Regions from separate parts of the Zea mays genome. Here regions 1 and 2 are each linked to region 3. A link is a contact called in public Hi-C data. All regions are on one chromosome and are shown on one strand. The core of a region is the stretch at or near the end of the contact, and the rest is flanking DNA. Distances in the headings are between cores, read along the strand shown. Region 1 holds the start of LOC103637721. Region 2 has its middle 51 kb from the start of LOC100278967. Region 3 holds the start of LOC100276359.

Region 1 (2,700 bases), core at 52-2,551, 140 kb before region 3:
GGCAATGGTGACTTTGGATGGGTTTTGTGTGTGTGGATGCCGATGTCTAGGTTGTTTCTGTTTGTTGTTTGTGCACTCTGTGTAGGTTTTGGGCGTTTTCCTTAAAAAGTTAAAGTTGGGTCATTTCCATTCTTCTTAATTGAAAGGTACAGCTCCTGCCGTTATCGCTCAAAAAAAGAGTGAGATTGGGCACTTGAGAAAAACAAAAGGACTAATAGATCAGGCACCCTACAATTTTTTGGCACTAACATCATCGTTCTGCAATGCATTATCTCTGTAATCTCAAGGCAGTATACCCAATTGATAGCTGCACATATCTTCGCTCCTGATAATTTCTTAAAAGGAACAAAAAAACATTCTAGCTGACGAGGTTGGAAATTGCGAAGTGGCAGGACAGACTGACCTCTTGGTAACGAGGACAACGTCGATATGCTGGCGCTCGCCGGCGTCGGGGTCGGGGATGCGGAGACCGACGAAGCATCGACCGGCGTAGAGCTTCTCGAGCCTGGAAGGGGGAATCGGAACCGACGGTGGGGTCAGTAGGGTGGGTTTCTCTTGTCCATAAAGAGTCAGAGTGGGGGAAGGAGTGGAACCTGGAGGCGACGGCGAAGCAGAGATCGGAGTGGGAGGAGTCGAGGTCGGCGAGGTAGGAAGCGTCGTCGCCGCCGGCGAAGAAGACGCGTTGGATGATCTTGTAGACCACCAGGCCGCACAGGATTTCCACCCACATCGCGGCCGCCCTTTCTTTACCCTGCGAACTGCTGATGAACCCCAACGGCGGGGAAGGCGGAAGCGGAGTCGGTTTCGATCTCGACCTGAGACTGTCTTCAGCGGTTCCCCTAAATTTGTCCCCCTATATCCCACTCACGTGCCACGTCAGCAATCTCTCTCCCCCTATATATCCACGCTCTACAGCGGTTCCCCCTATAACAATCCTCTATACCCCACCACACCAATATTATATATTTTCATCATCAACTAACTCAACTACCATGAAATCTTTAAATTGTTATTATTTATTAATTGCTTAGTACACCGGCGAATTTTGGTCCACATGTAATTAGCGACCTTAATAATTACTATTCATACGTTAGTATAAATACGGTCCGAATTTATGTTTTTTAGAAATACAAATTTTCATTCTTCTAGTCCACGACACGACTGGCTTCCACGACACGACTGGCTTCTACCGGAAGCCACGACCGTCTGGCTTCCTTCACACACCTAGGGCACCTATAAATAAGGTACCCCTGGGCACATGCTCCATTCATCTACACACTCACCTCTTCTATATCATCCGCCATTCCTTAAGAAGTCCGTAGTACGACTCGTAGTTTAGGTCGTCATGGAGTCATTGAAAAGCCTTGTGTTCTCGTCGTCATCCGACGATTCCGACGATGAGATCGATACCTTGTTGCTTGCCCAACATGTTGAGCACCTTGTAGTAGGAGACACGAGCACGCGGCGTAGGCGCTCCTCATTGCCTCGCCGAGTTATCCATAGGGACCACGCTGCTGGAGAAAATCTCATCAAACATCACTACTTCGGACCTAATCCTGTGTATCCATCACATGTATTTCGTCGAAGGTACATTTCGTAAGTTATGATTTTACTTTCATTTCTAGGTTTGTTTTGTTAATTTTTTGCTTTATTATCGTGCACAGGTTTCGGATGCATCGTCCTTTGTTCCTACGTATCCTTCGTGCCGTTCAGCGAGAAGACGAATACTTCACTATTCGTTCTGATGCAACCGGTTTAGCAGGGCTTGGTCCATTGCAAAAGGTTTGTGCTGCATTGCGTATCCTTGCGTATGGGTTACCAACCGATGCGGTAGATGAGTACATACAGATTGGACAGACTACCGCTAGAGACTGCCTTATCCGTTTTTGTCGCGCAATCATCTCTTGCTTTAGCGAACGATACCTTCGTATCCCTAACCACGACGACATTGCTCGCATACTACGTGTAAACGCCGACAGGGGGTTTCCGGGTATGCTTGGCTCTATTGATTGTATGCATTGGGAATGGCGCAACTGTCCTACTGCATGGCGCGGACAGTTTTGTGGGCGCAATTCGAGGCCAACAATGATACTAGAGGCAGTCGCAGGGTACGATTTGTGGATTTGGCATGCCTTCTTTGGAATGCCTGGTACGAACAATGATCTCAACGTGCTTCATCGGTCACCTGTGTTTGATCCGTTACGTAACGGGACGATGCCACCAGTGCACTTCACTATTAATGGGACCACTTACAATTTCGGATACTACTTAGCAGATGGCATATATCCAAATTGGCCTACCTTTGTAAAAGCTATTCGCCACGCATTTGAGGAAAAAAAGGTTCACTTTACAACCAAGCAAGAGAGTTGTCGAAAAGACATTGAGCGAGCATTTGGAGTTTTGCAGGCAAGGTGGGCTGTTCTACGTGGACCCGCTTATGGTTGGGATCGTAATCACCTTGCAGACATGATGACTGCTTGCATTATTATGCACAACATGATTGTCGAGGACGAAGGAGATGGTGCAGCTAATGTGGACTTCATTGGCCCCTCTGGGCCACCAGAGCCGTGTAACAATACTCCTGAGGTCCGCAACGAGTGGCTGAACAATCATATCCGCTCAGAGTTACCAAACGATCCGGACCAGGATCTCACATGTCAGGCAACTTACTTGTCTTTACAGCACAACCTCATAGAACAC
Region 2 (2,700 bases), core at 96-2,595, 200 kb before region 3:
CATGTAACAACACAGCAAACAGATAAATTGATTTAAGAACAAAAAACTGCAAGTCTGCAAGTAGACCACCTCAAGTCTGCAAGTGTAGGGTACATATGTAGCCAGTAGCATGAAAGAAAGCCATATAAAAACTGAACTGCTAAGATAAATATTATTGAACAGAACTGCTTTCCCATTTCAAAATATTTGACGAACACGACTTACAATAAATCTTAAAATTAAAAGACCCTAATCAGATATAATCTTTTAGCATTTGACCCAAACTATGTCGAAATAATGGAAGCTTAGAAAATATCTATAGTGGTCCAAACAGCGTGGCTCTAGTTTAGCAAGAATTGCAAAGTGTGCAAAGGGGTCGGCCGAGGGAAGAGGAGCACCTCCGCTCATGGCTCATGCCCACGTGCCTCTGGGTGACTGGGATGTGACTTAGTTTAGGCTCCAACACTGACGTGTGTGGCTTGCCGCTCGCCGGGTGGAGAAAATATTAGAGAATAGGCAACAACAATCGGAGAACAGACAACGACAACAGATCTTCCTCTTACCTCTCTCCTTCGTAGCTGCAGGCCGTGTCAGCGGCTCCAGGTCCACTACCGACACGTCCCAGCGATGGAGAGGGGTGACGAGAAGCCTGAGCGAGTGGGGATGGATGTAAAGCCCAAAATTTGTATAAGGGAATAATAATAATAATAATAATAATTAATAAATAAATAAATAAATAAAATAGTAAAGTGAGATATCTCTAATTTATACTTCAGATTTGGATTTTGAGGACTGAAATTGCGAAACAAAGAATGAATAAAGAAAGGTTTTCTATCCAACTAAATAATTATTCATTTCGTTAAAAAATTAAACATTATAAGCATTTATTTAAATGAGTATTGATACATAAGGATAGTATTAAATTTAGATGACTCAAATCAAAACTGGATATTTAAAATTTTAAACATAATTTGAAACTCATAAAAATAAATAATAGGAGGTTTGCATATTTATTTGAGTGAATACTCCTTTCATCAATGCTATACTTAGAGGCATTTATTAAAGTAAGTAATAAATAAAGAAGCAAAAGAAAACTTTGCATCATGCTGGATATTTTGATTGTGCATGATAACTTTGACCCTAAGTTTGAATTACAAATTTGAATTTGGAATGGAAAATAAAAATAGAAAATGAAATCTGAAAAGGAATAAAAGAAAAATGAACTCCTGGCGCTTTGGGCCGAATTTCATGCTTCCGGCCCAATTCTACCTCACCCGCCAGCCCAACGCGTCACCTGTGCACCTATGGAATTACTGCCTGTGCCAGGTGGGCCCTACCTGTCATTTCTCTTTCCCTTCCCTTTTCTCATACAGAGCCACTTGCGTGCGGGCCCACATGCCGGTCTCTCCACGGCTGCGCGCGCGTGTGTACCACTGTGACGTGGGGCCTAGTTGTCGGGTCGGTCTTCCTCACCACGCTCGCGGCGATTCCACGACAAGGAACTTCGTAACAGACTCGCGCGCGCATCGGGCATGCCCAACAACCTGGGCCGAGCCCTATTCTGCCCCTGCGCTCGGCACCCTGCCTTATATATACTCCTCCCCGGTTGCCCTAGTTCATGGAATTAGATGAGGAGTTGAAGAACGAAGCTCAGGGAGGGCATGTTGTTGCGCCGCGGTACTGTCGAGTGCGTGGGCGAGGATGGTGGGTGCCTTAAAATCAGGTAATGTGTCCCTAGATGTATTTGTTTTGTCCTTCGCGTGGGGTAGCTTTAGTAGACGTTGAGCCTGGGAAATCGGAGACTCCATGGGGCCTTGCCATCCATGGCGCCGCTGCCGTGGGCTCGGGCGCCGTCGGGTCTGGCCGGTAGGAGGAAGAAGCACTGGAGCCGTTGGATCAAAGTCGTATGACTCGGATTAGGCGCAGGTATACCACTTCGTTCATCCGCCCTGGACCGTTGGATGTTAGATGGTCGTTTAGGAGTAAATCCATGAACTGGTGGGGGAACTTTAATATGAACCGTAGATCTCTCATGAACGCCCGAGATTAGATCTAGGTGTTTTAATTCTGGGCCGTTGTGGTAGATCGGATGGTCCAGCCAGCTTCGTACCCCCCTTCGGTCGCCTATTATGCTAAAGAGACCCTGGGGTTTTACAAAATTAACCCGCCGTCCACGGAAAGCACATAGTAATTGCAGTTGTACCCTAAATTTACAAATTGACCCCCAAACTCCCTGGTTATTGTGTGCACAGTTTAGAAGCTTAGGAAATTAATGGAAATGATATAGAAAATGGTTTTTGTGCATAAAAATATATCTAGAACTTATTTAATTCATAGAAATTCCATTGTAACTCCTTTTTAATCCGTTTCAGTTGCATTAATTTTGTTTCAATGTTGTCTATCATCTAGTAACTCTGTTTAGTCATGAAACCTATATCAAAATTATCCACTTGATTTATTCTATACCAGACATTTAATATTTTCGGAAAATCGTAACTCGATAACCGTAACTCCGAATTTAGTGGTTCTCAAACCTAGGGTCTCGTTAAGACGTGTAGAATATTCTTATGTAGTTTGTTCTTATGTTTGGTGTGATGTTAATTTTGCCTATACACTGTTTGTCTGTATTGCTACGACGAGCAGCGAGGTTGCGAGTCATCTAAAGCTCATCCTGGTACCTGGAATCTCAAGTCCCAGGCAAGTTGTGCCCTTGATCACTTC
Region 3 (2,700 bases), core at 190-2,689:
TTTGCGCTTCTAGCTCTGAAATTATGTAGATAGTTGGGCATATGTTTCTGAGTAGCAGTTTGGTACATTCGGTCGACACTGAACAAAGTATTACTATGCTACATAGTTTTAGTCGTCCTATGGGGTTTCGTTGAAGTTGAGATCAAGGTCACGATGCTGTTCTTGAGAAAAGATTTTTAGTGGCTCTTATGCATCCCCTCTGATCGCCTATCCGGTCCTTCACCTTGGGACCTGAGGGCCCCAAGGACATACTCATAAGTGTCTTAAGGCACGAAATGGCAATAGGACTATCTCACAATCACCCCGGGGCATGAGGTGGCTCGACAACTTAGTCTCATGAATGCCTCGAGGCATGAGGAGCCTCGATGACTTGACCTCTTGTTAGTGCTCTTGGGCATGGTGTGCCCCTAGGGACTTAGGATATTTTACTCAAGGGCCTAGAGCACTAGGGACCCTTGGGCCCTAGAGCGTCCTAGCATGGATGACTGTCATGCCTTCTAGCAGCTCTGAGTGATTATTTTATCCGAATACTTTTATAACATATCAACTGGTGTTGGGCTTTATTCCTAGACAGGCCAAGGGTGGCTCCTTGTACTTGGAGATATATGATCAATTGTCCTGTTACAGTGGTCCTAAAGTCAGTCTCTTGAGTCGGAATTCTTGCACGCGCCTTGTGACAGTCGAGGATATATACCTTCTCCGTATGTAGTGGCGGATCTAGGATCCATGACAAGGGAGGCTAGAAGAAGCTAACTATCTTCTTTTTTCCACATAATTTTCTCGTTTTCTCTTCACCTTGTTCTTCCATCCTCTCCCTTCTTGCTTCTCCCTCCCTCTCTTTCTTCTCTTTTTTCTTCCTCTACCTTACTCTCTCCTACTTATATGCTATCGGGCTCGAGCCCACCCAGCCGCCTCGACGTAAGTCATTCCAAGAGTTAAAACATCTCAAAGTTAATTAAAATTATAGAGAAAATACAAAATATTATAATATTAAATATGTATACTATAAAATAATATTAATGAAGAATCTAATCATACATATTAAATATTATAAATTTTATCTATTTATTATATAAGTTTAATCGACTGTATAAAATCTTTTCTCGATCCGCTCCACGCATGCACACCAGAATTATCGATGAGGTTACAACTGCTAGTATCTTGGTATGTATTTTATTTATATTGTACATGGAGTACACCGAAGCCAAGGCTTGTATCGTGCTAGCGATAGCAAATAACATCAGTTTAATTTTTAGTAGCAGATAGGACCATAAATGGCTGGTGATTGGGTGCAGTATCGAGAACACCGCAGAGACTGAACTGCCGATACGGTTGGCGAGATAGGAAGCATGTGCAAGCCACGGTGGCGTCCATAATTTTGCAGCGCTGCTCTGCAATCAGTAGGTGGCGGTGCTGGTGGCGTACCACCGATCTCACCTCCCAGCTCCAAAGAGGACACTTAATTCTAGTTCTAGTAGCAGCAGCAGCAGCTACTAGTACTGGTTCCTCGTGATTAGTATGAGTAATTACTAGTAAGACGCAGAAGCAACGATCTGCCTATTGCCAGTACGCAGGAGTAGTTGTTGACGTGCACTGCAGAGCGGGAACGGAGTTGGAAATTGTGGGGGGAGGACCGGAGTTTCGTAGCCGTCGGCGACGACGGACGTGGTCCTGCCCTTTCTCTTCCTTCCCTCCGCATCTGATCTGCCTGTCTGCGCTGCTCGTCTGGTCTGGTCTGGCCTGGCAACCCCCCTCCTCCCCTCTTCGGCCGCCTTTGCCTTTTGCCTTTGCAGCCTTTTTGCACCCTGCCTGCCTCCCCTCCTACCCTTCCTCCCCCTCCGCCTCCCACCGGCCCACCCCCACTCTCTTCTTCTCCACTCGGCCGGGCACTCTCCTTGCCCCGGCCTCACACCATCACATGTCCACAATGCTGCCGTCCTCCAGATCGAGGTGACTTACTTTCGCCCCCTCCCCTGCTCCCGGACTCTTGCGTTTTCTCTCTCTTTTATTTATTTATTTGCTCGCGCTCTTGTTCCGCCTGTCGGTTTTCTCTTCTTTCTTGAATGACAGATCTAGTATCCAGTAATCCAGTTAGAGCCGCCTGTCGCTCTTGCTGCCGTAGTTGCCTCCTTGTCAAATATGTGTATACTGGGCTACTGGCTCGTGTGATTTCCGCCACACGCCAATGTGCCTTTCTTCAGATGCCGTTTCATCTCTGCAAATCCTCGAATTCCGATCGTGGCCGTTACGGTTTCATTTGATCGATTTCCAACAAGAAAAATCTGAACCTGCCTGCGTTCAACCCTGTGGCTTCGTGCCACTCCACTAGTTTGCAGTTTGCACTCGATTCGGCGACAGAGAAAAAAATAGATTTTTGATTTTTAATTAACGGCGATGGATGTCGCCATTGGCAGATCTGGGCCGAACGAGTCCCCCGTCAGCAGGGGCAGGCCGAGCACGCCATCCTCCAACCACCGCCCCTCCACGCCGTCCTCCAACCACCGCCCCTCCACCCCGGGCGGCACCAGGAGGAGCAGCGTCGGCACGCCATCCACGCCGCGCTCCCGCAGCAACGGCGCGGGCCCCTTCAAGTCCGAGCCCAACTCGCCGCCGTCGGCCGCCGCGCAGAAGCCCCGCCTCTCGTTCGACCGCTCCCCGAGATCCGGGGACACCAAGCCCGTCGTCGAGCGCCGGGTGCCC

Evidence for each region. Hi-C and Micro-C count contacts between places; a contact is called where the count stands out from the background.
Region 1: a Hi-C map of tassel shows a contact between it and region 3, with 4 times the contacts expected there. The contact joins the promoter of LOC103637721 here to the promoter of LOC100276359 in region 3. A contact is called at or near these places in 13 of 25 Hi-C or Micro-C datasets (bundle sheath, ear, endosperm and 4 more).
Region 2: a contact with region 3 is called in a Hi-C map of bundle sheath, with 2.2 times the contacts expected there. The contact joins the enhancer-like site here to the promoter of LOC100276359 in region 3. A contact is called at or near these places in 5 of 25 Hi-C or Micro-C datasets (bundle sheath, endosperm, leaf and 2 more).

What each region holds. Positions count from the first base shown.
Region 1 is chr1:104,121,151-104,123,850 of Zm-B73-REFERENCE-NAM-5.0, forward strand. LOC103637721 reads left to right here and starts at 1,302. Exons shown (of 2, transcript XM_020547163.2): 1 at 1,302-1,587; 2 at 1,665-2,700. The coding sequence starts at 1,346. It also overlaps a transcript of LOC100278967 not described here.
Region 2 is chr1:104,066,201-104,068,900 of Zm-B73-REFERENCE-NAM-5.0, forward strand. No RefSeq gene overlaps it. Among protein-coding and RNA genes, the nearest start is that of LOC100278967, 51 kb to the right of the region's middle. Within about 2 kb of position 1,346, at least 19 of the 20 cell types and tissues checked have an H3K27ac peak or open chromatin away from gene starts, as enhancers often do. A contact at or near this core is called in bundle sheath, leaf, leaf mesophyll and 1 more, where this site is marked.
Region 3 is chr1:104,261,141-104,263,840 of Zm-B73-REFERENCE-NAM-5.0, forward strand. LOC100276359 reads left to right here and starts at 1,440. Exons shown (of 3, transcript NM_001363293.1): 1 at 1,440-1,950; 2 at 2,415-2,700. The coding sequence starts at 1,919.